4 separate regions of the Mus musculus genome follow, and all the other regions are linked to region 2. The links are chromatin contacts, called in public promoter capture Hi-C maps. All regions are on one chromosome and are shown on one strand. The core of a region is the stretch at or near the end of the contact, and the rest is flanking DNA. Distances in the headings are between cores, read along the strand shown.

Region 1 (7,122 bases), core at 4,067-6,566, about 41 Mb before region 2:
TAAGCAAGTGCTAATAGTGAGTGGGATACCAGAATATCCAAGGAAAAAGGCCTTCCAAGCCGGGAAAGGAAACCCAGAAGCCAAAAAAGGGCAGGGAGCCTGTGTTTGCCCCTCCGATGATGCTACACTGATGGAAGCAGTCGCTGTTCCCGAGGCCAAGGTGAGCCCCCTGATCCAGGAAAGCCTTTTTCCGGGCAAACACTTCTGAGGAAAAGAATGTGCTGGGAAGAACCCGGCTGAGCCACTTGCGGCGAAATGTTTTAAAACCTAGCCCAGGACTCAGAAGGCTTTTTGTCAAAGTCATAGCCTGGATGCCCCCTTCTGCCGCGGAGGATTCCCCTACTAGGGGGAGCGGCGGGGGTGTGTGGGGAGGGCAGGTCCAAGGTATTCCCAGTGTTCTCAGCAGAGCCAGGGAGGTCGTAGCATCCGAGGCTTTGGACGCCTGGGCAGGCTCCTTACAAGCGGGTGGAAGAGCTCCGGGCAGGAGCCCCGCACCCGGAGAGCACAAAGGCTCCCGTGCGCACACCTACTGCTCCCCAGACCCCTCCATGAGCTGCTCGACAGTCGTCAGACTCTATTGTGTGACAGATTTTTGGACTCTCCCACCGACCCTCTCCACTTCCGGAGCCTCCTCCAGGAATCCGCCACCTCCTTAAGACAGAAACCTTTTCCAGACAAGCAATCGGGCAATCGGGGCGAGTGAGCGACAGCCAGCAAGAAAAGGGAGTTACATAATTCGATTTCACTAAACTGCCAAGAAAAACAACATATATTGGAGGGGAGGTTGTCAGGTTTTTTTCTCAATGTTTCTCCGGGGGGAGACACGGAGCGGTGTTGGCGTTTTTGCGGAGGCCGCGCGTTTTCCAGGTTTCTAATTCGGTTTTCTATTCGAAAGAGGGCCGAGGTCTTGGATTTTCCCTCCCCCTTCTTTGAAAGAGTCCCCGAAATGCACATAAGGACGGGGTCGGGGGTAGGAGAGTTTTCAGGATACAAATAAAAACGTCTCAGTTCCAGGGCCGGGATTTTCTTTGCTCTGCCAGGCCTGCGAGTGGATTTTATCAATTGTCCTATATGAGCCCAATAGACAGTTAATCACCCCCGTGGTGCGTAAAACAACTCCGCGCTTCTGGGTGCCTGCAATCGTTGGGAACAAACCGAAAGGAAGAAGACACAGCAAGAAACACAGCACCTCTTTAAAAGGACCTACTCTGCCGTTCTGCGCAGGCGGGTGAAGAGTGCTTTTTACAAAAAGTACTTTAAAAAAAAGTGTGTGTGTGTGTGTGTATGGGGAGGGGGTGCTGCAAATTTCTCAGTGCTGTGGAGACACACACTTAAAATCAAGAAAGCACGTCTCTGTCCCCGATCGCCTTAATTCTCGTCTGAAAAGCATTTGTGCACACATGATATAAATATGCATCTGGGATTCTCAAAGAAAAAAATCATGAATAAAAAAATATTTTTTTTTATTGTGTAAAAGAACATTGTTTCCGTGTGAGTTCTTGCCGGCCTGGTTGATCTCCTGCTCCCTGCAAATGCTGCCAGGAGACCCTGGGGATTTGTCCCCAAGATTGTCTTGATAACCACTACTCCGCCCAAGCACACCAGGAGGCCCGCCTATAGCAGATACTTAATTGTCGTTATTGTTAGAAAGGAGAGATGGGGGAGGAAAGGGGAAACAGAGAGGATAAAGCCGGGGTCCTTTCCCTAGGAAACTCGGGGACGAAAGTCCGGGACTAAATTCCTTTCTAGCACCTGGAGTTTGCACCTTGGTAGAAGCCAGCTCTTTAGTGATGTTTTTCTTTTCTTTCAAAAACAAATACCAGTGGGACAAAGCAGTTGCAAATGTTTAATTGTTTTGTAAACTGGGGAGGCTGGTCACTCACCTAGCTCTTGTTACTATTTTAGGGCTGAGCCAGAAGGACCAGGGAGGTGTCTTTGCCCTGCTCCATAATGACCCCAGCAGCATCTATGTACAAAAGGTTGCAAAGTCTTTGCAGTGTTAATTTAAAAAAACACCCCAAAGTTTCAGAGGCTCATCTCTACTTTCCCAGGCCTCTTAGAAGACCCATGTGCGGTGTGTGTGTGTGTGTGTGTGTGTGTGTGTGTGTGTGTGTGTGTGTGTGTGAGGTTAGTGGCTAAGCTGGGTGTAAGAGGTACTGCTGGTGCCTAGCCACAGTACTTCCCAGAGAGGGGCTTCCTGAGTCACCCCAAGTCCCCAACCAGTGCTACCTCGTTTTATTCCTGCTGCTGTATGCCTGGTGGCCTTTTTCTCCCCAGGAACTAGAGTTCCATGGCACAGACACAGGACAGATATCAATGATATGCCTAAACCTGGGGAACACCGACCACAGAGAGGGACAGGCCTACATCATGTTATAGAACCAACAAAAGAAGAATCCTCAAAACCTACCCCAATTCTTGCCCATAGAAAACCCCACCCTACCCCAGCCACCAAAAAGAGCAAGGTGCAAAAAAGCAGTCCCTGACTGGTTCCTAGTTCCCGGGGATACAACAGCAGCCGGCCACCAAGGCCCTCTGCAGGGCTCTGGCCTGCAGCCCCAGTTGTTAGGCCCTAGTCAAAGAGTTTAGCTGCCCCTTTCCAAGCTAGACCCTGGATTTGGAGACCAATACTTTGGCTGCATTTACTGCATGGCACACGTAACCCTGCCTTTTTTCTCCAAGGGCTTTGGCACCCAGAGACCACTCCAGCCCAGAACACCTGAGGAGTCCCATCCAAGAAGCCTTTCTGAACGCCACTTAGAACTTCCCACAGTCTCACGCTTGTCTCTGCAACTTCCCTCCCAAGATTCCCACACCCCTCTTCCCACCAAGGCTCCTCATTGCACCCCAACTCAACCTCCCCCATTGCACTTCCAGGTAGGTCACCAGAAAAGCTCTGCATCTTCTGCGGTCTGTCCCCAGCCTTCAGCCACACAAGTCCACAGTGCCACCCTGCTTAGCATAGAAGCCAGCAGGTAAGGCTCAAACCACACCTCTAGTATCAACCACCCTTTTCCAGCATGCTGCAAGAAAGAAGGCTGTCTGGGCCTGACTCCTTCAGTCAGCCACTTCAACGAAGAGCTGTCTAGGAAGCTGTAGCTTCCTAGACAGATTGATTCTCCAGCTAAGAAAAATTGTAAGGGCAAAATTCCCGTATGGAACGGTTTAGGAAGAAGGACACCCATTTCTCTTTACCAGAGAAGAAAAGTGGCGCAAGGAGCCAGCCAGGGTGGAGATCTCCCGCCTGCATCGCAGCCAGGGTCCAGCACCCACCTCCCTGCTCCAGGAACCCCAGACGCTCTTGAACTGGGGAAACACAGTCAGGCTTGGCTCTCTAAAGCAATGCCTTTCTTGGAAAATATATTCTTGTCCCCACTTCAGGCTTTAGAGGGGCCAAGCCCTCTCCCAGGACAAACATCGTATCGACCGACCAGTCCGCCCCGGGCTTTGTCTTGTACCCCAATTCAGTCACTCTGCGCAGGTTTCCGGGACAACAGATGGCACCTAGGGGCACCCCACCACTGTCGGCTGGAAGGAGATGATTCGCCCCAGCCCGGAGACACGCAGCCCTTTGAGCCATCGGAGCTGCCGGGCCCAGTGGAGCGCAGAGCCGGCCGCAGGGCGGCGTGGGCCCTTCCCGGCAGGGACCGGCCGGGCTGGAGTGCTGGTCCATGGCGGGGAAAGAGAGGAGGGCGAGAGGCGCTTACTGTTGGTAGTCTTGTTTGCAGTACAGTTTCCGATCCCGGAAGTAGCAGCTGGTGGTGAGGGCTTGCTGACATGCCGCGCACTGCAAACACTCCTCGTGCCAGGACGACTCGTTGACTCGCATCAGGAAGCGGTCGGAGATGGGCCGCTGGCAGCCCTCGCAGACGGCGGGATGCGGGCAGTCGGAGCCTGCAGCGCACAGGGCGAGAGCCGGGCCGTCAGCGCCGCTTGGCCCAGCCCCGGAGCGCCTCCCGTCGCCTGAGGACCCCAGCCGGCGAGCCAGAGACCCGGCAGCCCTAGACAGCACGCTCCTTTCCGTAAGCTGGGGCGCCGTGAGGCCGAGGGCCTGCAGCCTTGGCTGGGCGCTGCGCTCTCCCCGCTCGCGGAGATCCAGCGGATGGTGTTATTACCAACGAGAAGGAGCTCCGCGCGGGGTGGCCGGCTGGAACCCAACCAGCGAGGTGAGGCCAGGACACTCGCTGGCTGACACGCCCCACGATGCTGTTGGAACCTTCTACCCCAAGAACCGCGGTTGGGATAGACCCGGGGATAGTTTTCTCTTCTAAAAGCTCCCCTTCCCCAGGTGACCTGGCCTCTCTCCCGGGCTCTAAGGAGACAACTTGGTTCTCCAGCATCCCTGCCACCCGCTTCCCACCCCAGCTCAGTCCAGTGTAGCAGCACTAGAACCCAGACCCGGAGAGGACGGTGTGAGTGACGGCTGAGGCTGTTCAGTCCTCTGTCTAGGTGACGTCCCTGAACGTTTTCCCCTCAGGGAGCTCTGTCTCGGTGTGCTTGTTACCCCTCCGGTGGTCATTCCAGGGGTCCGGACCCCCTCCCCACGTCCTGAAAACCTATTTTCTTTATTCTTTGCCCCTCACGCCGGTATCCACAGCGGCACGACGGACAACCCTACCCCCTGACCCGCACTATTCGAGCGTTGCGACCCAGCACTCACCCAGCAGCACCCCCAGGGTGGCGGGCCCGGGGCGAAGGGCGTGCTCCTCCATCTTGATGCCGTCCAACATCTTGATGCCGTCCAACATCTTGGCGCAGTCCGTCTGCCCGCGAGGGAAGCACCTCTCCAGCGACTCGGGACCTGTTGCTATATCCATGGGACGCCCGGCGCGCTGCGGACCCCGCCGGCTGGGCCGCTCACCCTCCGGCCCGTCCGCCCGCTCCGCTGCAGCCGGGGAGGCGCGGCGCCCGCGGGGTCGGGGCCGCCCGCTGCCCCGGGGCGAGCGTGGAGCGGCGGCGCGCTGGCCCCGGGCCCCGGCGTCGTGCGGGAGGGCCCGGGCGGCTGGCAGCCCCGCGCGCCGCTCTCTACCGGCTACTCGCAGCCACGCGCACTCGCTGCTCGCCTGTCACCTGCTTGTCAGCCCCGGGTCCCGGCTGCAGCAGCGGGCGGCACGCGGAGCCGCCCGGAGGAGTAGGAGGAGGCGGCGGCGGCGGCGGCGGGCGGGGGAGGGGGCGGGGGTGCAGGGGCGGCCCCGCGGGCTGGGGGGGCGCGGGCGTCGCAGCAGGGTCCCGGGCGGGGCGCAGCAGGCCGCGGGGCTCCAGGCGCGCTCCCCGCACTACTCCAGTGCCATGGTGCGCCCGAGGAGCCGCTCGGTTTAGAGCTGGGGCTGGCGGCGGAGGGATACTCCGGCCCCGAGCCGCCTCACCCCTCCTCAAACTTCCTGACATTTGAACTCATTGGTGCGCCTCGTATCACTGCGCCGGGATGAGCCGGCTGCTCCACGTCAAATAGTGCCGTCGCCTCCCCCCCTCCCTGCGGGAGGGCTCCCTTAGCCCCCGTCCTGCACCCCGTGCCGCGCCCTGAATCCAGGCGACCATCCTGTCCACCATTGGCAGAAGTTTGGTTAGCCATCGAAACAAATCCTGTGCCCCACCCCTCTTGAAAAATTGATTTGGGAGTTGGGGAAATCAGGCTTTCTTTTTTTTCTTTCTTGCCTTTTTTATTATTAATATTTTTGTTGTTTTTTTTTTAAGCTCCAGCGCTCAGAGGAGTGGCCCCAAGCGAGGCCAGACTGTGAGGACGGCGGGGAACGCAGCGACTTCTCCAGGGGACAGCGCCAGGCGGGAGCGGCTGGCCCAAACCCGGACTCGTAGTCTAAGGTAGGTCGCAGGGTCTGAGTTGGTGTCCCCTCGGGAGGCGGGGCCTGCACCGGACAGCCTGGTGTGCTGAGAGGGCTCCTAGGGTCGAGGGATGGGGAACATCAAATGTAAGCAAGAACCGCTGGCCCCGGACTCGCCAAAGGGAACCCTGACCTGGGGAGGGGGTGTAAGGGCTGTAGTTTGAGTAAGTAGTCCCAAAAAGCCCAGGCCTGGCAGAAATAGGGCGGGGGAATGAGTTGAGGGGGCTCTCATAGCCAGAATGGGAGATCTTGGGTGAAAGAGGACGGTCAGGCCCGGGTTGAGACCAAGAGAGTGTTAAGAGGGTCAACAGGGCTCGGAAAGATATCTTGTTCCCGGCCGGGGTCAGTGGGCGAAGGCTGGGCCTCCCAAGGCTTGGAGTATGAGGGGCAGGTAAGAAGTGGTGTCCTCAAGATCTAGGGGTGGAGGCCTGGAACGGCATGGGTACAGTCGTTCTAAGGAAATCTGTGTGACCTCTGAAATCGGTGCCCTTTCATTGTGGCTAAGGGACCTGGCCAGGGTTAGAGACTGAGCGCTGGCCACCCTTGGCAAAGTGGGCCTCGACAGCGGGCAACGCAAGGCCAGCGGCACGCAGCTGGAGACTCCTGGGTGCATCCGGCCAGACATCCGCGAGAAAACTAGAAGACGTCGCATCGGGAAACAGGGTACCTTCGGCCCCACCACTCCCGCGCGGGTTTCGTCCTGGAATAGCAGGAGGGATGGTGCGGTCCCAGGGCAGGAGTTAACAGCCCCTGCGAGCTGCTGCTGGGCGGCCCTGGCCCCTCCGGCTGTGGAGCAGCGGCGCGAAGCCGGGAGGGGATGGAGGGCTCGGAGGGCGGGTCCCCTGACCCCGCTAGAGGCGAGAGGGCGGATCAGATTTGGAGCCTGAGGGAGGCTTGGTCAGAAGTGGCCCCCTGTGCTGGGGGGGCCCCCCGGAGGGGCCCGGCTTTGTGGAGGATTAGCGGTCACCGCCCCACCCCAGTACCTGCGTGTGTGTCGGTGGGTATCGGAGTGTGTCTGTGTGTGTCCGCGCTCCCGCCTCGCGGAAGCTATTGAGAACGTGTGCACCCGTATTCCTGTGCACATACATTTTGTGTTTGTGTGTCCTTACGTCTTTCCAGGCAATGAGTGTGTGTGTTTTCGGTACACGTCTCTCGTGCTTCTATGTCATGTTTTTTACACGTCTTTGTGTGTGTCCTCGTGAAGGTGTAGATAGTGAAGATGTCTACGCCTTTGTATGCGCCTCGGCCCCTTTAGCGAATCTGGTAGATTTTTCTCTATAAG
Region 2 (6,643 bases), core at 2,264-4,763:
ATAGGAACCCATAGGTCCTCTTAGGCCCAGAGCCTCCACCTTACCCTTCTGAAGAAGACAAGAGAGTGAAGATACAAGCCACTTTATTATTATTATTATTATTATTATTACAAATGGTAATTTCTTGCTAAGGCGACCTTTTAGGTTTTTTTCTGTGGAAAAAAAAACTGCCAGGGAGACAGGCGTCTTGGTACAAATATGGGTATCCATCTTTTTTACGATGCAATGTTGACTTATTATTAATATTAACTGCCCTAAAAGATCTAAAGATGACTTTTAAAAAACCACCAACCACTACATTAAACACTCGAAGCAAAATAAAAGTTGGCCTTTAAAGCTACTGCCTTTCCCTTCCATTTGCTTTGTGTCAGCTCTAAGATCTTAAGGCACATTTTCTGTCCTCCCTTCTTACAGTATTTTCATTTTGCTCATGTTTTAAATTCTAGAAATCTAACATATTGACAGTTTTGACCCCGAGGAATCAGTCTGGAAGCAAAAATTCGAAAGAGAAAAAAATAAAATTTTGAGAGAATAGATTCCATTTTTAAGTTGGCATACACATTTCCCCCCTCTGCCTTTGAGTGAAAGTCTATTTAAACTCCAATCTAATACGAGGTGACTTTGAGCTTGAAGCCATGGAACACTGAAACAGAAAGACCCACACAGAGAAAAGGCAGAGCTTGCCTCTCCCACTTCACTGCAGACTTACCAGCTCTGTAAGGAATTGCTTGTTTTTAGACTGGGTGTTTTCTTCGTGTATAAATAAAGATTATGAAAGGGCATTTGATGGGCATAAAATTCCTGATTAGATTGAACAGCTCTGCATTGCTTGGGATTAGGAAAATTTGGCAGTGGAAACCTGGGCAGCTAGCTCTCCTGGCCGAGATGCAAAGCAACACAATGCCTAAGCGCCAAGCTGGCGTCAGGGGGACTGCCGAGAGCTGTGCTGCGGGCACATTGTTCAGCTCTGGGCATATTTAGCTGTAGCTCAGAATTTGATCGCCACAATGTAAAAAGGAAAATTTTGAGGTGCTAATCAGTGGTTGTTAGGTTTGATCAAGATCTTAGCAACTTAGGAACAAAAGTTCTTTTTCCCCCTATGCCTTACTTAACACCCTTCATCCCCTCCCCAGCTTAAAAATAGCCACCCCTGTAGAAAGGTAATGTTTAAATCTCCGGCTCCACCACCGGGGTGCAGCAGCCAGAGCAGTGAGAGGCTCCAGGCTTTAACCTGACAATGATGTTGTATTTGAACAGCTGCGTAAAGGTTTAAAAGGTCTGTCTCATTGCCACCGTGGAGTTTTTTAAAAGGGGTTATTGTTTGGGCGAGGGCACTGAGAGGAGACTAGCCAATCGGTCCCAAGGCCGAAAATAACCTCCAAGCCTGTTTTCATCAGGCCGGGAGAAATTCCTTTAGGGGAGGGAGGGGGACAAAGGACTTTGCTGGGGTGTGAGTGATTTTTTTTTTTTTTTGAAAAGAGCAACTAGGTCCCCCAGAACGCTGAGGGCTCCTTAAAGAGCATCGAACCCCACAGAAATGTTCTGTTGAGGGGAAAACAGATTTATCCACAAGTTCAGTCTCTGGGCCTGAAATCCAAGGCCAGCCCATTCCTGGGCGAATGTGGGAGAAGGGAACACAGATGTCTTTTCCGACTGGGAGCTGGTTCACGGTCACAGTTTCCGGGTCCGTTTTACTTTCTTGATTGCCGGGAACGGGACCCGGAAGGCCGAAGGACGGCTCCCACACACAGGCAGGGCCTCTGGTCCAGGGCAAGTCTTTGGAAATCAAGGTTAAAGCTCCCTGCTGCTGTCCTAAGGCCCCGGGCTTCCGCAAGGCGGCTCGCCGCCTGCAACCAAAGAAGAAGGGAGGAAGTTGTTCAAGTTTCTCATAAAATTCTGAGTTTCCACGGTGGTTGTGGCAGTGGTTGTTCTTTAATGAGCTGGACCACAACCCCAGACCATATCCTCTTTATAAAACTTTCCCTCACCAGAGGAAACGGAAGACTTAGACTCTCCCTCTTTATTCCCTTCTTGCCCAAACAAAACCTTGTCAAAGAATTTTAGGGATCGTCCAAAACTATAAAATTTAACTTCTGACAAAAGTATAGCTTTTAATATTTGACGATTTGTGTTAAAACAAAAATTGACCTTCTTGGTTAGTAGCGGAGGGGAAAAATCAATAGTATAATTTTCAATAATTCATAAAGCAAACGCCATTATGCTAAATCTTAACTATTAATCTTATCCTTTACAAAGTCTCGATTGATTTGTTAATAAAATATCTTCCCGTTTGTGGCAACAGCGGGTATAACTCTTTAAAAACCTTCAGAAGCAAGAAAATTACCAAGTAGCCCAAGAATGTAGATGAGAATTTTATTGATCGCCCTGATTCTTCTTAATATGTATTAATAAATTCCACAACCCCTTGTACCTTGCACTTGTCAGAAACCAATGCTTTTACAAAATCCATAAAAGGAAAACATATTTTTCTTTGCAGAAGATCTAAATGACAAGTTTGCTTTGCTCTCTCCTCTTTTTATTTTTATTTTTTCTTCTGGCCCGGTTTTCTAAAACTTGTGGAGTCCGGGGATCAGAGTTTTCCCTTTTCTTTTGAAAAAAAATTTCTTTTTCCCTTCCTTTCTCTCTGCCCTGTGTTATCAGGGGAAGGAAATCTGGCTTTAGCTGTTTCTGGGAGCCGGAGAGACGCTTTCGCGAATAGGGAACGGCTGGCGAAGGATTATCTCCAAGCTAGGAAGCTCCCAGCGGCCGGTCCTCAAAGGTCAGGGTGTGGTTACTCTCAGAGTCAAGGCTCCAGGAGCTCGTGGGTGCCGATTCCCCCCCCCCCTTAGTTCTAGCAGAAAGATCTAAGGAGGGGGTAGCTACGGGCTGGAACCATCATCCGAGCTTCGGGTTTGCCCAGCTGCGTGGTGGCCTCTCGACCCTCGGGGCCCTATTCGCCAGTGCTTCCCCGACACCTTGGTCCAATCTTTGCACTGAAGATTTTCACACAGCCCCCTTTGGAACCCTAGGGAGGGATGTTTCCGAACTAGAGAAATCGGACTCACCTTCCTGGCTGCCCAGTACTAAATTAACCAGCCCGCGCCCCTATCCCTTCCTGGGAACCGGCCCTCTTGGGCGCGTTCTGCCTGGGTATGTGCAGGGAGAGCGCTTCTGTGAGCAGGCGCCACAGCGCTCTGACTTTCCTCAGTACGCGTGTCCTCCCGGAGGCCCCTCGAATCAAGCCTTTCCTTCCGCTGGCGGGGCCCGGTGGCCGGGTGGGGGACTCGAGTGGGGCAGGCCGGCCGGCCAAACAAGCCCCGGGAGACAGGCTGGCCGGCAGCAGAGCTCTGGGCCGGTTGTCTCCAACGCGCACTATCACAGGCGCTTAGTAGATGTCGCTGTTGTCCGTGCTTACGCGGCCAGCCGGCCGGGCTGGGGAACACGTGACCTGCAAGGAGGCTGCGGCTCAAGGCCATTTTCAAATCTCATTGGCTTGGTTGTCATGTGGTCGGCAGAGGCATCCACAATTACACCGGGAATGTTTTCCTAGCGATGTCAGCCTACAAAGGACACAATCTCTCTTCTTCAAATTCCTCCCCAAAATGTCCTTTCCCAACAGCTCTCCTGCTGCTAATACTTTTTTAGTAGATTCCTTGATCAGTGCCTGCAGGAGTGACAGTTTTTATTCGAGCAGCGCCAGCATGTACATGCCACCACCTAGCGCAGACATGGGGACCTATGGAATGCAAACCTGTGGACTGCTCCCGTCTTTGGCCAAAAGAGAAGTGAACCACCAAAATATGGGTATGAATGTACATCCTTATATACCTCAAGTAGACAGTTGGACAGACCCGAACAGATCTTGTCGAATAGAGCAACCTGTTACACAGCAAGTCCCCACTTGCTCATTCACCGCCAACATTAAAGAAGAATCCAATTGCTGCATGTATTCTGATAAGCGCAACAAACTCATTTCTGCCGAGGTCCCTTCGTACCAGAGGCTGGTCCCCGAGTCTTGTCCTGTTGAGAACCCCGAGGTTCCTGTCCCTGGATATTTTAGACTGAGTCAGACCTACGCCACCGGGAAAACCCAAGAGTACAATAACAGCCCCGAAGGCAGCTCCACTGTCATGCTCCAGCTCAACCCTCGTGGCGCGGCCAAGCCGCAGCTCTCGGCTGCCCAGCTGCAGATGGAAAAGAAGATGAACGAAAGCGCGAGCGGCCAGGAGCCCACTAAAGTCTCCCAAGTGGAGAGCCCCGAGGCCAAAGGCGGCCTTCCAGAAGACAGGAGCTGCCTGGCTGAGGTTTCCGTGTCCAGTCCCGAAGTGCAGGAGAAGGAAAGCAAAGGTCGGTATGAACAGAGTTGCCACCCCAGCGGGGCGTGCAGTCCGGTAAAACCTCGAAAAGGGAGCGCTCGGGTGCCCAGAGCAGAGCCCGGGCAGCGGAGCCCAGAGCCCATACTCCGCAGGTGCTGCTCCACCCGGCTTTTAGAAGGGATATCCCTGCCTTGAAAGGGTCGGGGCTTCTCTCCCGCTGCTCCGGCCAGACCTGGCCCCAAGCTGATGGCGCCTGGGCAGAGGACAGGCTTGCCGGGTTTATCAGTCTTGAGCCAGATCCGAAATACAACAAAAGAGCTAAAAGGAGACCAGCCGTTTGTAAACAGGGCTCCAGTGCCCGCTTTTCTTTGGCTCAGATTTGCAGCCCTAGTTTTTGCCTTGAACCCAGGGATCATTTTAAGGTAGCCTAAGACACCGTGTTTGTGTTCAAGGGTTTGCACCCCGCATCCTGCGATCTAAGAGGGAAAGGAAATGGTTTGGCCTGTTGGTGCTTGGGTGGGGAAGCAGAGGTAACCTTGGCTTTGTCTGGCGAAAGTGCCGCAGGCTTTGCAATCTTCTACAAAGGGGGCAAAGGCGGAGGAGGGGGAGAACAGATCTGCATTGCCCACCTAGGGCTGGGGTAATGCAAAGAACCAGGGATATGGGTTTCTAAGAAGGAATCTTGAGCCCCCACGCCCATTTCTGCAGTCTGTCCCTCACTGTCTACCGGGTGAGCCACAGAGTTACATTTCTGGAGGAAGGCTTTTGTGTGAGAGCAAAGAAAAATTGAGGAAATTCTGGGGGGAAGGGGGGAACTGTAACAATGCCCAGTCAGGGTGGAGAAGGGATCCCTGCTTCCTCATTATCTCTTGAAACAGCCTGCATCCCTATAAACCTGGTTGTGGATCTCCTTGTCTGCCTAGGAGGGGTGGGTAAGAAGCGGCCGACTTGGGGCCCTGGAGCAGTAGTGAGATACTGGTAGATGAAGCAAGCTATGGTTCTTTCTGGTGGCCTGACGGCTTAGAATGTTTTTGGGGGGACGGAGGAATCCTGTAAAGTTTGCTATTATAGTCACATTTTGTGCAAGCCAGAAAAGTTGTGTAGGAGAGAGAGAGAGAGAGAGAGAGAGAGAGAGAGAGAGAGAGAGAGAGAGAGAGAGAATATGAGGAGGCAGCCTCTGGCACAGAATATCCTTTCATTCATCGTGTTAAGTATTTAGTTCTAAATTGGTACCAATTTACAATCCCCTTCATGCCCACCTTCGTAAGTGATGTTTAATACCAGCATTGTCCAAAGCAGCCCATCTGGCAGCAGGGTCATGGCCAAGGGTATATTTGAATGGACTGAGAGAAAAAAAAATTCTTGATTTTTTTTTCTTCTCCCTTTAATTTTGTTAGAGGAAATCAAGTCTGATACTCCAACCAGCAATTGGCTCACTGCAAAGAGTGGCAGAAAGAAGAGGTGCCCTTACACCAAGCACCAAACGCTGGAATTGGAAAAAGAGTTCTTGTTCAATATGTACCTCACCCGCGAGCGCCGCCTAGAGATCAGTAAGAGCGTTAACCTCACCGACAGGCAGGTCAAGATTTGGTTTCAAAACCGCCGAATGAAACTCAAGAAGATGAGCCGAGAGAATCGAATCCGAGAACTGACCGCCAACCTCACCTTTTCTTAGGTCTGAGGCCCATGTGAGGCCAGGATCCGAGAGGGGGCACCGAGTTCCAGGCCTGAGTGCTGGAGGACTGGCAAGGCGGAAACAAACCCTTCATTGCTCTTTGGTTTTTTTGTTTTGTTTTGTTCTGTTCTGTTCTGTTTTCCTGCTAGAATGTGACTTTGGGGTCATTCTGTTCGTGCTGCAAGTGATCTGTAATCCCTATGAGTATACATATATATATATATTAAAAAAACTTAGCACGTGTAATTTATTTTTTTTCATCGTAATGCAGGGTAACTATTACTGCGCATTTTCATTTGGGTCTTAACTTATTGGAACTGTAGAACATCCATCTAAACGTATCCATCGCATCCCACCCATCTATCCCGCCAGCAATGTGACTTTTCCATGTTTTTCCTAACATAAAAGTTCTCTGTGTGTGGTTAGCCCATGAACTCATGGCATTTTGAAAACATCCAGTATTTAAAAAAACAAACAACCTATATCTATATATATTTCAAAAGATTAAGAAAACCCACAAGCTTTGGGGGGAGGGGGACTTTAAAAAGCACATTACAATGTATCTTTTCACAAATGAACTTAGCAATTGTCCTTGGTGAAATGGAATATTGATGACTTATGCCTTGTAGCCTTTCCTTGTGGTGCATCTGTG
Region 3 (7,062 bases), core at 1,840-4,339, about 31 Mb after region 2:
GAAAGGCAGCGGGGGTCGGGGGGGGGGCGCCTAAAATGCAGCTTCGCCAGCCTTTCTATTCTAACACTAACACTGGAGGACAAGCGAAATGGGCCTCCGACGGGTTGAAAGCCTCAGTTAAAATGGCGACCCGAGCGTTGTCTCCGTTTTACTAGTGCCTTGCACCTTGGTTTTAGCCTCCCTCCTTCCAGGTCTCTTCCCGACAGCAGGTGCTTGGCAGAAAAGATGATTCACCAAGGACAGGCAGAGAGAGAGAGAGAGAGAGAGAGAGAGAGAGAGAGAGAGAGAGAGAGAGTAGGAAGGGAGGGAGGGAGAGAGAGAGAGGAGAGAGAGAGAGAGAGAGAGAGAGAGAGAGAGAGAGAGAGAGAGATCCTGGCTCTCATCCCTTTCCTTAAACTTTAGAAACTTTGCCTCTTTCTGTTCCTCAGCTCCCCTCCCCAAATATTGACACACTAGAGCAGCCAAGTCCTTTCTGTTTCTTGTTTGTGCAGTTTCCAACAGTCCCACCCGAAGCCCCCATCCCCACCCAATGACGTCAGCGGCATTCATGCCAGGCTCCTAGCTTCTTCTGATTTTTTTGTTAAAACTTTTCTCTGAGGTGAGATGGGGGTTGTGGGTGGGAGAAGGGGCTGATTGAAAGAGCCAGTGCCCTGGGGGGAAATAGCAACAAGATTATGGCTGCCTCTTTCTTAGGCAAAGCTTAAGAGGGTGCTAATCCACTGGGTTGCTAATTGAGAGGTTGTAAAAATGATATTCGCCGCCTCCAATTGGGACAGTCGCTGGGCACCCCCCCCCCTCATCTTGCTTCTTTAATGCTTGCTTGAGATGTAAAAGGGGAGAAAAGGAGAATGCTGACTTCTCTGATCTGGAACTTGGACTTCAGGCAGGACTTCCTGGGAACCTCTGAAAGTCCCGGTCCTACGAAATCTTTCACTGGAGGCCGCCAACTGCAGCAGTGGCACCACCTTCTTAGCCTCTGGCCAGTGTTTCCTTCTAGCTCCGATCCAGTGCCTTAGGTCCTCCAGAGTGAGCCCAGCTAGTCAGCCACCTTTCCCAAGCTGAGGAGATGAGCAGTTTGTGCTAACCCACCTCTGGCTCGGGTTACGGAAGGCCTCTTCTGTCCCCGGAACTCTGCTAAGGCTCCTTGGGTCCTTATTGCTGGGCCCCAGGCAAGGGCTAGACTAGGATGTCCAAATCAGGCTCAGAGGCAGCCTGCAGCGTCCATCTGGCTCCAACTCCCATGGGGATTCATCAGCGCAGCCTGCCAGAGATCAACTGAGTGAGCAGACTACTGCTGGACGCTGACTTTCGGTTCTTTCCCTAAGTCAAAAAAAAAAAAAAAAAAAATCAAAGGCTTCGATGGTGGCTTTCGGCCTCCTTGCCTGATCTTTGCCAACCCCACTTCCCTTTGCTGGGTTCTGAGTGTGTTCCGGATCTCAGGCCTTCTACTTCTCGGCTCCAAGGCCCGCAGGCTGCGAGATAGCTCCGGACAGCTCAGGACAAGGCGGCTGCCTGCTCCCCTGTCACCTAAACTGCAGACTCCAAGGGACGTCTTTGGAGTGTACTGAGGTGTATCCTAATGTCCGGCATTCAACAAATGGACTTCTGGTGTGTGGTCAGGAGGGAAAAGCCATTTACTTACTGTCCTCGCCGTTTTTCTGGCAACAGTTGAAGGGGAATTGCCTCCGTGGACTGAGCTGACCCAAGAGAAGGGAGTCTTGGCGGGGATACATAAGCACCACACACAGATAACCGGTTCCTCACAACGACACACGTTGACACACCAAGAAAGCCGGCGAGGACACACACTTGCAGAATCTCTCCCAGCATTGGTCAAACCCCACCCCCACCCTCAGGCTTCCACTACTTCCCCTCCCCTCTTGTCTTCCCCTCCTTTCGATGGCTTGGAAAAGCAGCCGCACTTAGTCAACAAATGGCACGTGGGAGAAGTTGGAGAGTGTTTGGTGAGGACTCTTCAGAGCTTTTCACAAGAATCCTCTGTACACAAAGTAAGTGGCGTGTTTACTCGAGCCTCTCCAGGCTGGGGCAGTGCGTCCGCTCCGCTGAGCACGGCGGCTTCGGAAAGCAGAAAGAGAAGAAAATGCCAGCGGTGCGGGAGTGGGGTGGGGGGAAAATGGGCAGGCTCGGGAGGCCTGAGCTGGGGTGACCGCCGGGCCTCGCTGAGTTCTCGGCCTGGAGGCCCTCTTCGGGCCTAGGCATAGTTGTGCCACCATCGCCGGAGTGGGGGCTGCTGGGATCCAGGGACACTCCCGCCTCTTTTCTCTTGTTCCTAAAAGTCAGGTGGGCTAGAGAGCCGCCACCGCTGTACTTTGTGTCCTGGGGCCAAGGCCGAGGTGGACAAGGGGTGGGAAGTTAGGGTGAAATGGGGCGGAGCGGCAGGCCACTGTACAAGAAAGGACCTCGTAGAGATGGTGAAACTTGCTACCTCCACGGACTGAGAACCCCTGGCCCAGCTTGGGGTTACGGGGGCAGCATGCTTCCAGCTCAGAGGCCTCCATTAGACTGATCAAGTTCGCGGCCGCAGCGCTGGCCGCCGAAGCGCATGGAGCGGGAGACCTCGGCGAGCGCCAGAGCCTAGGAGCGGGGGGCCCAGCGCCGGAGAGAGAAGCCGGGACCCACCGGCAGAGCCGAAAACAAGTGTATTCATATTCAAACAAACCGACCAATTGCACCAGGCAGGGAGAGGGAGCATCCAATCGGCTGGCGCGAGGCCCCGGCGCTGCTTTGCATAAAGCAATATTTTGTGTGGGAGCGAGCGGTGCATTTGCATGTTGCGGAGTGATTAGTGGGTTTGAAAAGCGAACCGTGGCTCGGCCTCATTTCCCGCTCTGGTTCAGGCGCAGGAGGAAGTGTTTTGCTGGAGGATGATGACAGAGGTCAGGCTTCGCTAATGGGCCAGTGAGGAGCGGTGGAGGCGAGGCCGGGCGCCGGCACACACACATTAACACACTTGAGCCATCACCAATCAGCATAGGTGTGCTGGCTGCAGCCACTTCCCCACACTCTTTATCTCTCACTCTCCAGCCGCTGACAGCCCATTTTATTGTCAATCTCTGTCTTCTTCCCAGGGATCTGAGAATTGCTCTCACACACCAACCCAGCAGCGTCCGTGGAGAAAACTCTCACGAGCAACTCCTTTAAAATACCGTCATTTCAAACCGTTGTGGTCTTTAAGCAACAACAGGGGGGGGGGACCCAAACAACAAAAACCAAAAAAAAAAAAAAAAAAAAAAAAAAAGCCCTCAAAACTCTTGACAGGAGCCTTGACAACGACGAAAGAGAGGATGCCTCTTAAAGGTGAGTCCCGCTTCTTTCTTCTCAATTTCTTTATATTTCAATATCCTGGCAGGTCTCTCCCTCTCTTCTTTCCTCCCCTCTCGCCGGTCCCCTCCCCCACTGCTACGCCGGGAGAGTTGGGCCTGAGAAGTTTCCACGCAGGAGCCCAAACTTTCTACTTCCAGCGAAAGCCCGCGTCGGAGGGCGACGGTCCGCGCGAGCCACAACAGCGCGGATCTTCAGGCAGGCGGCTGGCTCTGCACCAGCGCAAGTGCGGCTGGAGCTCTCGGAGAGCAGCTAGGCTGCAGGGCGCCCCCGCAAACCGCAGCTCTCAGCTTCAGCGCCTCCAAAAGCTCGCGGTCAGCGCAAAGGGACGTAGAGGCTCCTCCGTGCCCCAGGCCGCGGAGAGCAGCCGCCGGCGATGCTTTTGTCCAGCCCGGGCCGAGCCAGCGCGCAAAGAGCGCCCAACCAGCCGACTCTCCGCGCCGCCTCCCGCCAGCCCGCGCTCCGGCTTTGTGCAAGATTCTCCCGGCACAGAACTGCCCGCAGCACTCGAGCACCAAAGGGTCATCGCGCCCTCCGCCAGCCGGAGCCGTCTGGATGGGCACCACGGCCGTGCGCCGGAGGCCACGAGGGACCCAGAGCGAGAGCGGGCGGTGAAAGAAGCCACTAGGCCGAGGCGGTCGGATGCGCTCTGCGAGGGAGCTCCGAGCCGATCGCAAGGACTGCCAGCTTCCATCCACCCCCCAGGGCCCTCGCCTCCAGCCTCAGCCGAGCGCTGAGCTCAGATTTGGAAACAAACGCCCTAGCTCTCCCGGCTTCCCACAACTCTATCTTGCGAAAGTTGGTGTGTTCCCTGTCCTGTGGACTCCCACCTCCAGCTCTTGGTGGGTATTTTCCCGTGTCTCCATTGACCAAGCTGTACCCCGTGTTGCCATTTCAACAAGTTTCGAGCTGGAAAGGCGGTTTGCTCCCCCTTTTCGAGTGTACTGATATTTTTCTTTGTGTGGCCTAAAGGGGGAAAAAAAAAACTACAAGAAAGCACTGGCTTTCCCTCTCCTCGGATCGCGTCCTCTCCCTGCTAATTAGTCTGAGTAATTCGAGAGCTTTTGGATTCTAAGACCCCAGGAGGAAAAGTGGCTTTTCAAAGTTCAGAAAGTTGTTGCCTCTTTCCCGGGGCAGATCTCCTCAGTCTCCCTGAGCCATAATAGCCTCGAATTTTAGCAAGTGTAATTGAGGGAAATGGAGTTGAATTTCAAGTGGAAATGCTTTCTTTTTCGAGTGCTAAAAAACCTGGCCTTTCATTAATGAGCTTTCTGAAAAGTTTAAAAACAAAGTGAATGCTCTCTCTCTCTCTCTCTCTCTCTCTCTCTCTCTCTCTCGCCATTTTGGATGTTAAACTCGAACTTGGGAAGGGCTGAGGAGATAGGATCAGAAAAACAACTGACAAGCTAAAATCCTTGAAAGCCTAGCAGGTTTACCCAAGAGCACGAATAGTTAGTTGTTGCCGCTGACGGGGAGGAGGTTGCCGCTAACCGGGAGCAGGGCTGCTGGGGATCTTTGCATATGTTTGAAGGCAATTGATGAGTTGTAATCATTTGGCCCTGGAGGGTAAACTTTGTCGCCCTAATTGCTAATTTCCAGGAAGGGCATCTGGAAGAGAGAACCCAAGCTTCTCTGAACACTTCAGCTCTGGAATGCGGGAGTAGGTTTTGAAATTTAAATAATTGAAACAATAGCATAGTGTGAGAGTTCTGGCTTGGGTTTGGGTCAGGGAGTGAGGAGGACAGAGGTCCAATGGACCTTGGAGACTCAGACCTTGTGGCCTTGGAGATTTCTGAATACTCCTTCATTCCTGATGCAGGACTATGACCCCCTCCAAGGCAATACAAAGACCTAGCCTAGGCTAGGGGTTTGGGCTGAGGCAGAGGGGTCTAGCTTCTTTAAGAATAGGTCTGCTTCCGGGTGCAGGGTGTGCCCTGCTTCCCAGGGTGCTTTCTGCACTGAGTGTTAACGACTACTTAGGTAATTAGATAGCTTCTTAGAGGAGAGGAGGGTGGGAACCGAGCAAAACCGGAACCTGAAGTGCTATCACCTTCCCACTTGCTTGGGAAACTAATCAGCTAGCTTTTGGGGGATCAGCTAGACAATTTTCTAAAATGGTATTACGGAGGTCCGAGCCGGCTTGGAGACATGAGGCTGTGTAAAAAATGTGGTTCGAGAAGAGCTTAGGAAGTTTTCTGTCGCAAACAGAATTCTCCACACACACACACACACACACCCTCCACACACACACACACACACACACACACACACACACACACACCCTCCATACACACACCCTCCACATACACCTGCTATCCTTTGCAGCTTGAGTCATATATATATATATATATATATATATATATATATATATATATGATGGACATTTTGTTCTAGGTGAGGTATCTGTTCGCGACATGATATAGATTCAGGAACTGGCCTAGAGACAGGAAGGAGACTGTAGGAGTTAACCGCAATGATGGTATCTAGTCCTTGGCTATGTTCAGTCATTAAACAGACACTGAGAAAGTCCTCATCCTAGACTTAGGTCTTATGGATTTAAGTTGCCTCTCAGTTACTTAAAAGTTAAATCATAAAAGGCCTTAAAGAGAAAACTATTCCCTGGAATTCTTTGCAGGGTGGCAAAATTAATCATCATCACAGCTAAAACAAAACAAAACGGGGGGGGGGAATGATTTCTTAAAAATAAAACTAAATGAGATGCTGTGACTATTTCATTATTTTAACCCTCCCCCTTTTTCCTGGGCAATCCTCTTGAATGGGCTCTTTATTGTAACTCCCCCTTTCCAATTGAGCTCCCCACGGTGCCCTTGTATCTTTTTACAGCCCCTAACAACTCACACCAGTAACACAATTACCTCCAGATATTTATAACAAGAAATTACTTTACTATTTTCTCCACCTCACTCCCAAGAACCCTCTTTTTGAGGGAAAGCCCGGAGGACTGGACGCCTTGAGGGGCGCTGTGGCAAGTCAGTACTTCAGTGAGTGGAGTCCTCATTTTTTCCTTTGGGAGTTGCAGAGTTGTTGGTTTCTTTGCTTGGACCTGATGTAGCTGGGTTGAGAGCCTGGGCTTTACTGTCTGGGTTTGGGGAGAGCCACAGAATAAAAGCCATTGTTTGGTGTCTGTAGACTTTGTCTACACCCCCTTCCCGTTTGTACTTTTTAAAACAGCGAGGCGAGGTGGACAGCTTGTGTCACGGTACAGGAAAAGAGGAAGATGTAAACACCAAAAGCAAAGTTAGCTACAATAAATGAGATCTAGGGTAAAAGGCTCACCACTTGCTCAGTCAGGAAGGAGCTGAGAGATGGACTGTGGGGGTCTGACTGGAAAGCGTTTTTGGGGGGTGGGGGGGTGGTTAAGTATAAAGGAGTGCCCAGAGAGCTTAGCTCCTCAGGAAAGTTGGGAGCTTGGTCTGAGGTTCACCCAGACTTCCTAACCTGAGGCCCAAGGCACCACCAGGTCCTTCCCTTCTTCCTCTGCACACTCCCTTCCCCAGCGCTGTCTCTCCTCCCCTCTCTAATGTTTTAGTTTAAACCTTCTCCTTTCCCTGGTACTTGGTAGTTTTGCAAAGTGAGACCCACAACTCAATTTTCCCCATTTTCCCAAGCCTAGCCAATACAGCCTTTTCCTGAGCATTTAAATTTCAGTGGGAGAGGCCACTGGAAGCTTGGGGTGGGTTTGGTGTTTCTAGGCAGAAG
Region 4 (6,397 bases), core at 1,174-3,673, about 36 Mb before region 2:
CTATTGCGTCCTAACCAGATGCGAGGAATAAATAGAGAAGTGCCCCATGGGGATCCCAACAGCCGGAAAGTTGAGGCCAAGGATGGGTGGGGACTGCCGGTCAGAGAGGTGGGTACCGAGTGGTGTACATCTCTTTATGGGTATAATTCCCTACCCTCTGGGCAGCTTTTAACAAGAATCACCAAGTATCCCCTCCCCAGCTCTGAAGGCAGCCCCTTGAGTCCAGCCAGCACCAAGGACATCACCCCAGGCTTCCTACAAAGTTTCCTGCCCCTTGAACAACCTCCAGACCAACACTGGTGACTCCCAGATTCAATTTTCATTTCCTACTTTCTTTGAGAAAAGAAAAAACCCCACAAAACTGTCCCAGATACCCCAGTATAACGTGCTAATATATTCCTAGAGTTGATCGTGGGCCAGCGTCTATGTGGGCACTGAAGGACTGTCTGTGTGGTTGCACATGCACATGCCTGTCTTTAGATTGATGGTCTCTCCCTAAAGTTAGAGCATCTTTACACATGCAGTGTGTACATACACATGCATAACTTAAAGAGTTTTTGCAAATACACCTGATAGGAGCTCACAGAAGATCAAGTAGGCTCGCCTTAGCACACAAGTGTTAGTCCTGGATGTTCAGATGCCTCCTCCGTATGATGCCCACCTGTATACCTCCTGTACTGTTGTGCTGGTTATTAACAAAGATAAAATTCGTGCTGGCTGTATTTTTGCCAAAAAGAGACGAGCATGAACATTTTCACACATGGGCACGAGCTTAGGCAACACCAGTGCAACACCTACTTGTGAGCAAAAGTTATGTACACTATGTAAAAAGTATGACTTCATGCTGCCTCAACTGTGTGTCCTGTGAGATAAACTACAGAGGTCCTGGCTTCCCTTTAATTGTGCCAGGCAAGCAGACATTTCAGACTTCATTTCTCCCCACTATCACATGGAAAGAAAGCAACTTGTAAAACGGACCTAGAAAGGAGTTTCAGTAACTGTCTTGCCCTTTTTCTTTTTCACCCCAAATCACATTTTCTTTTCTTTTTTTCTTCTTCCCGAATCCCTTCCTGTTCCACCAGACACCTAGCCATTGCCCCGGGTTCAGCCACGAGACTCAGGGCTGGCAGTTGGGATTTGCTGGGCAGGCCATGTTATTGTTAGTTCTTGTGCAACCAGGTGGCAGGGTGGGTCCAGAGTGGGAGAGCTAGTGGGATGGAGTACCCCATAGGAAGGAAGAGAATAGGCCTCTGGTCTTTAAGAACTGCCAAGTATATCCCGGAGTGAGAAGATCCAAATAGGAAAAGAAAAAGAGGGAGCGATTAAGAAATTCGCTGAGTGCCTACTATGCTCTATATATTTTCCACTCATTTCTTTCATCACACCCAAACACCTAAAAGGAGGGGGCCTTCTTGTTTCCCTTTGAGAAAGTCAAACATTGTAAAGGAGGTTGAGTCACTGTCTCCGGATCACACTGCACGTACATGGGAGAGAGCTATGGACTCCTTGTTTCTTTTTCTGAGTTCCTAAAGACATGCCTCCAGACTGCAGAGCTTTGGAGAAATCCAGGAGCTACACGCCTGGCAGTATAGTCCCTAGCTCACTTGAAGAGAGGATATGCTGGCCGGCCCGCTACCCTTGGGAGTCATTGCTCTGGTGGCACTTGCGCCTGGTCCCCGGGAGGGCTGCGCTGCTAAACGCAGCGCAGAGAGTAGCGCCCCAGACCGAAGCCCAGATGGGCGGGAAGCAGCCGAAGGCTCTTGAAACAGTACTCCTGGTCTGTCTTCTCTGCCCCTCCTCAACCCCAGGTTCCAGAGGCCAAGGGGGAGAATGGAGACTTCCTCAAGCATCCTTTGGCAGCGCTTTTTTAGGACAGAGACTCCAGGAAAGGTTTAATTTTTCTTCCTGAAGAAACACAGGAAACTGTTCGCAGCCTAGAAAACTCCAAACCCCGCGCTCTCCCTTCTCCCTCCCTTGCGCCTCCTCCTCCAGCCTCGCCCACCAGCTCCCACCACCTCCTCTCTCCGCTCCTCTCCTCCTCTAGCCTTTCCCCTCCCTTTGGGTCTCCCGCCTTCCCGGAGCACGCGCTGCCAAGGCCTGGGGCGGCGGGCGGCCAATGGCACGGCGGCAGGACGTGATGTCAGGCGCGGCTGTAGAAAAGGCGCGGAGGCTTGCGCTGGCGCGGACTGCAGAGCCGAGGCTGAGCTCGGCGCGCGCTTGGGTAGCGTTGCGCGCGGCTGGGCCCGCGGCCGTCGGCTCCTCCTCCCACTCTGCTCCTCCTCCTTTTTCCTCCTCCTCCACCTCCTCCGCCGCCGCCTCCTCCTCCTCTTCCTCCTCCTCCTCTTCAATTCTCCCAGTGGCTCGGCTCAGCTCGCAGGCTTCGCGGAGACCCCCTACTCCAGTTCGCCTTTGGTTGGGAACACACCCCGGGGGGAAGAGACGTGCAGGCATCTGGGCCGCCGCGGGCACCTAGCTGTTCCTGGGTGAACCCCGACTGCAGCCACCGCCGCCTGGGGCAGAGTTTGCGCCCCTGATTTGCGCCCTGGGCGCCAGAACCCAGCTAGCGATGCCTGCGGCGTGAAAGCGCCCACAGCGGGCGCCGACCTCTGCCCTGGTCTCCCGCCCCCACCTCACCCCCTGCCCTTGTGACCCTGGCTTCGGCGCCGCCGTCCAGGCGCCCCGCGATGTAGCTGCCCCCACGCCTCGGCGGGAGGCGTCCTGGCCCGCAGGCGCCCGCGGCCCGGAGCCCAGCCTGGGGGCGCAGCCGAGCTCGGGCGGGGCCGGGGCCGCGGTGGCGATGCACTGGGCCGGTTAACGCCGGGAGCGCCAGGCAGCTGAGGCGGGGGGCAAGCCCTTCCTCGGGGCAGCCGCATCCCCGGTCCCGCCGCGATGCTGTTCCACAGTCTGTCGGGCCCCGAGGTGCACGGGGTCATCGACGAGATGGACCGCAGGGCCAAGAGCGAGGCTCCGGCCATCAGCTCCGCCATCGACCGCGGCGACACGGAGACGGTAGGCGCGCGGCTGTGGAGTTGGGGCTGAGAGCTGGGACCTGGCGGGGCCAGCCAGCGCCTCTGTTCCCCGAACTTTAGGTAGAGTCCTCCGAGACGCACGGGACCAAGGCTGGGGAATCCTCGGACAGGGTGCAAGGCCCGGGGCACCAGACTCAGGGGAAACTCAGCTGCTAGAGAGGAGGAGGGAGTCAAGGTTGAAACCCAGATCTGGACTGCGAGGGTGGAGGAGAACGTTGTTCTAGAAGTGGAAGGGGAGTGGAAGTGGAGGCCACTCTCTTCTCTCCGCTCCCGGAGGCGCTCCGGTCCACAGACCTGACTCTCCACTACTTTGCTCCTGGTGCTGGCGCCGACGCCTCGGGAAAAGGGAGAACCGGTGGAAGCCCTAGCTGGTTTGAATCGCTTTCAGTCTTCTGGCAGTCTGGGATTCTCTCCTTAGCTCAGTTTCAGGGCCCTGCGACATCTGGGCCAGCACTTTCCGTTGATCGTGACCCGTGTTCCTAACTGGCTAGATTTGGCCAGGCAATGGTTCGGAGTTCAGTCACCGGCCTGGCTTCTGCGGAAGGAGACTCCATTAGGTTCTCTGTACCTGGCTCTGCTGTCCCGGCCCCAAATAGCCTCCCCCGGGGCCAGACTAGCAGACGCTGCCTAAGCAGCGGCTGCAGTGACCTTTAGAGACCGAGGAGGTGGGAAGCCTGGCCCGAGTTTCTCCCTTCTAGAGCCACAGCTCCGTGACCTCCGGGTTTCCCCTAAGCCTTTCTTTCCGGATAAACCTCCGCTGCTCAGTTTTATTAGGAAAAAAATTTCACATGGGCCTGCCTTGCACCCTCCTGGAAGGTCGCCCTGTATCCCACTTAACCTACTCGCAAGACCCAAGCGGGAACCAGAAGTTGCTGGACTTGCCCTGGGCTGAACCTTTGGTCTAAGGATCAAGAGGCTACTGAGGCTTGGGGCCAGGAACCCTGCTGCCTCTGAAGAGGAGTACCGGTGGAGGAAGACTTTTAATACTCACCTTACTTTACTGTCTTGGTTCTTTTCTGAGGCCCAGCACCTTTAATAAACACTTTGAGGAATTCCCTTGGAGAGCTTGGGGGAAGAGACCCCTCTGTCCCAATACTTAACCGCTGTGAGGATATCCTGGGGCAAGGGCACGAGGGCAGGAATAGGGAGACCTAAGGCCTGAGAACAACTTAGAACTGTAAAGTGTTGCTGCAGCGGCTTGGCTCGGTGGTTGCCTGGAGCTGAGCTGTGCAGCTTGGGCCTGGTAGATGGAGAAAATGGGCTGCCCAGTTAGACCGTCCTCTAGGCGGATTCAGATATAACCAGGGCCAGGGAAGGAGCTCAGGGAGAGTTTTCTTGGTGGGAGCATAGCTGTAGGCTGTCCCTTATGGCAGTGTTCTGTCTTTCTCCTTTTGTAGACCATGCCGTCCATCAGCAGTGACCGGGCAGCGTTGTGTGCTGGCTGTGGGGGCAAGATCTCTGACCGCTACTACCTGCTGGCAGTAGACAAGCAATGGCACATGCGCTGCCTCAAGTGCTGTGAATGCAAGCTCAACCTGGAGTCGGAACTCACCTGCTTCAGCAAGGATGGCAGCATCTACTGCAAAGAAGACTACTACAGGTAGATCCTACCCAGACCCTGCCCATTGGCCTTCAGGGACCCACACCTTCCACCTCCTTGGCTTTCACTCCCAGTCCAGGTTGCCCCACCCAAGACCCTTCTTCTCCAAGCCAGCACCCACCAAAATTTGGTGACAACTTTCTAAATTAGCAATTCGGGGCACCCTTGGAAAGAATCATGAAGTGTAGGAACAGAAAAACCAATGTTACCCTCCTTTCTGAGTTTAGGGTGCTTAAAAAGTCAGCCTGGGTGGGTGGGGTCTTCATGCTACTTTCCCTTTTGAAGTTTCTTGACTCAACCAGAGGAGACAGAAATAAGACACCCCAAACTCTGGCAGCCTGGCTGACGTGAGAGCACATTGGAGGGGGAGCTAGAATAGTTCAGCAGCTTGGGGTCTTTGGGGTTGGGGGTGAGGCCTATAGTAAAAGGTGGCCAGGGTTAAAAAGTAAGGGCCACGGTCGTCTTTCTCTTCCCCAGCCTTAGAGTTAGGGTCTATTTATAGATTCTCTCTGTGTGTCTCTATCTCTATTTCTCTCTTTTCCCATCTCTGTTTCTTCCAAATTACAGCGGTGTGTAGAATTCCCAGGTGCTGGTCTAGAGGGAAGGGGCAAAGGTTGAGGAAGGGGTAAGTGAGGGAGTTGCTCCCCATTCTAAGTAAAGTCTTTCTTAAGACTTGCTCAGATCCTGAATAAAGTAGACTTTCCTGTGGGTGTGAAGATGGCTAAGGAAAACTATTTCAGGCAGGGCCAGGCCTGGGTTAAAATCTAGTTCCCTCCTCACTAACCCTCTAACTGGAGTCCAGGCTGTCTGTCTTGAGGAGGGGACCCCACCCCACTCCCCAGTGACAGCAACAGCACCTGGAGGAGGGGTATAGGGATATGGGGGGGATACCCAACCATTTGTCCCCACAGCCCCTCCCTCCATGGTCCCCACAGGCGGTTCTCTGTGCAGCGCTGCGCCCGCTGCCACCTGGGCATCTCGGCCTCAGAGATGGTGATGCGCGCTCGGGACTTGGTTTATCACCTCAACTGCTTCACATGCACAACGTGTAACAAGATGCTGACGACCGGCGACCATTTCGGCATGAAGGACAGCCTGGTCTATTGCCGCTTGCACTTCGAGGCTCTGCTGCAGGGCGAATACCCAGCACACTTTAACCATGCCGACGTGGCAGCGGCGGCAGCCGCAGCCGCAGCAGCTAAGAGTGCAGGATTGGGCTCAGCCGGGGCTAATCCGCTGGGTCTTCCCTACTACAACGGCGTGGGCACTGTGCAAAAGGGGAGGCCGAGAAAGCGCAAGAGTCCAGGACCCGGGGCAGATCTGGCAGCTTACAACGCCGGTGAGTGCAAGACCGTCTGAAGCCTTGGCGGTGTCGCGGGAAAGATTTCAGTGTGCTTGTTGTACAGTGGGTACCTACGCACCAGTGTTCTGATAGAAAGGGCTTTAGCACTCTGGCTTCCAGTCCGTGCTCCTTCGGTTGAAGCAAGCATTAGGAGAGAATGCATTAGTTCATTGGTGATCCAGGTGCAGGACCTTGTCGCTGAGAAATTGTATTTTGGAGTTGCCTTTGGTTTGCCTCACCGGCTTTGCTGTGCAGAAAGTGCGGGGGGGAGGGGGTTGTGCGGGGGAGAAAGGCGGTGCCGACACCAAACAGGCTCGGAGTGGCCGAGGGTGGGGAGACCAACAGCTCTAGGCAGCGAGGGTCCCAAGAGAAAAGGTTGGCAGTGGCCGAGAGCACCATTGGGTTTGGCTTGCAGCCCGGTTATAT

What was found. Promoter capture Hi-C pulls out the DNA fragments that hold promoters and counts their contacts.
Region 1: a promoter capture Hi-C map of embryonic stem cells shows a contact between it and region 2, with 5 read pairs. The contact joins the promoter of Lmx1b here to the promoter of Hoxd10 in region 2. A contact is called at or near these places in 3 of 39 promoter capture datasets (cranial neural crest and embryonic stem cells).
Region 3: a promoter capture Hi-C map of embryonic stem cells shows a contact between it and region 2, with 7 read pairs. The contact joins the promoter of Pax6 here to the promoter of Hoxd10 in region 2. A contact is called at or near these places in 5 of 39 promoter capture datasets (cranial neural crest, embryonic stem cells, maxillary cranial neural crest and 1 more).
Region 4: a promoter capture Hi-C map of embryonic stem cells shows a contact between it and region 2, with 5 read pairs. The contact joins the promoter of Lhx2 here to the promoter of Hoxd10 in region 2. A contact is called at or near these places in 3 of 39 promoter capture datasets (cranial neural crest, embryonic stem cells and frontonasal cranial neural crest).

The regions. Positions count from the first base shown.
Region 1 is chr2:33,635,782-33,642,903 of GRCm38.p6, forward strand. It overlaps Lmx1b (LIM homeobox transcription factor 1 beta), which reads right to left and starts at 5,317. Exons shown (of 8, transcript NM_010725.3): 1 at 4,661-5,317; 2 at 3,708-3,894. The coding sequence starts at 4,817. It overlaps Gm39790 (a long non-coding RNA gene), which reads left to right and starts at 3,880. Exons shown (of 3, transcript XR_866136.3): 1 at 3,880-4,166; 2 at 4,289-4,449; 3 at 4,598-4,690. It overlaps C130021I20Rik (Riken cDNA C130021I20 gene), which reads left to right and starts at 5,412. Exons shown (of 3, transcript NR_046275.1): 1 at 5,412-5,563; 2 at 5,695-5,820; 3 at 6,346-7,122.
Region 2 is chr2:74,688,378-74,695,020 of GRCm38.p6, forward strand. It overlaps Hoxd10 (homeobox D10), which reads left to right and starts at 3,514. Exons shown (of 2, transcript NM_013554.5): 1 at 3,514-4,347; 2 at 5,714-6,643. The coding sequence starts at 3,603. The coding sequence ends at 5,991.
Region 3 is chr2:105,672,655-105,679,716 of GRCm38.p6, forward strand. It overlaps Pax6 (paired box 6), which reads left to right and starts at 3,090. Exons shown (of 12, transcript NM_001310144.1): 1 at 3,090-3,318. RefSeq lists a promoter at 2,570-3,151 and a cis regulatory region at 2,570-2,704.
Region 4 is chr2:38,348,885-38,355,281 of GRCm38.p6, forward strand. It overlaps Lhx2 (LIM homeobox protein 2), which reads left to right and starts at 2,424. Exons shown (of 5, transcript NM_010710.4): 1 at 2,424-3,009; 2 at 4,427-4,629; 3 at 5,565-5,968. The coding sequence starts at 2,890. Gm27197 (a long non-coding RNA gene) reads right to left here and starts at 1,856. Exons shown (of 2, transcript XR_374289.3): 1 at 1-1,856.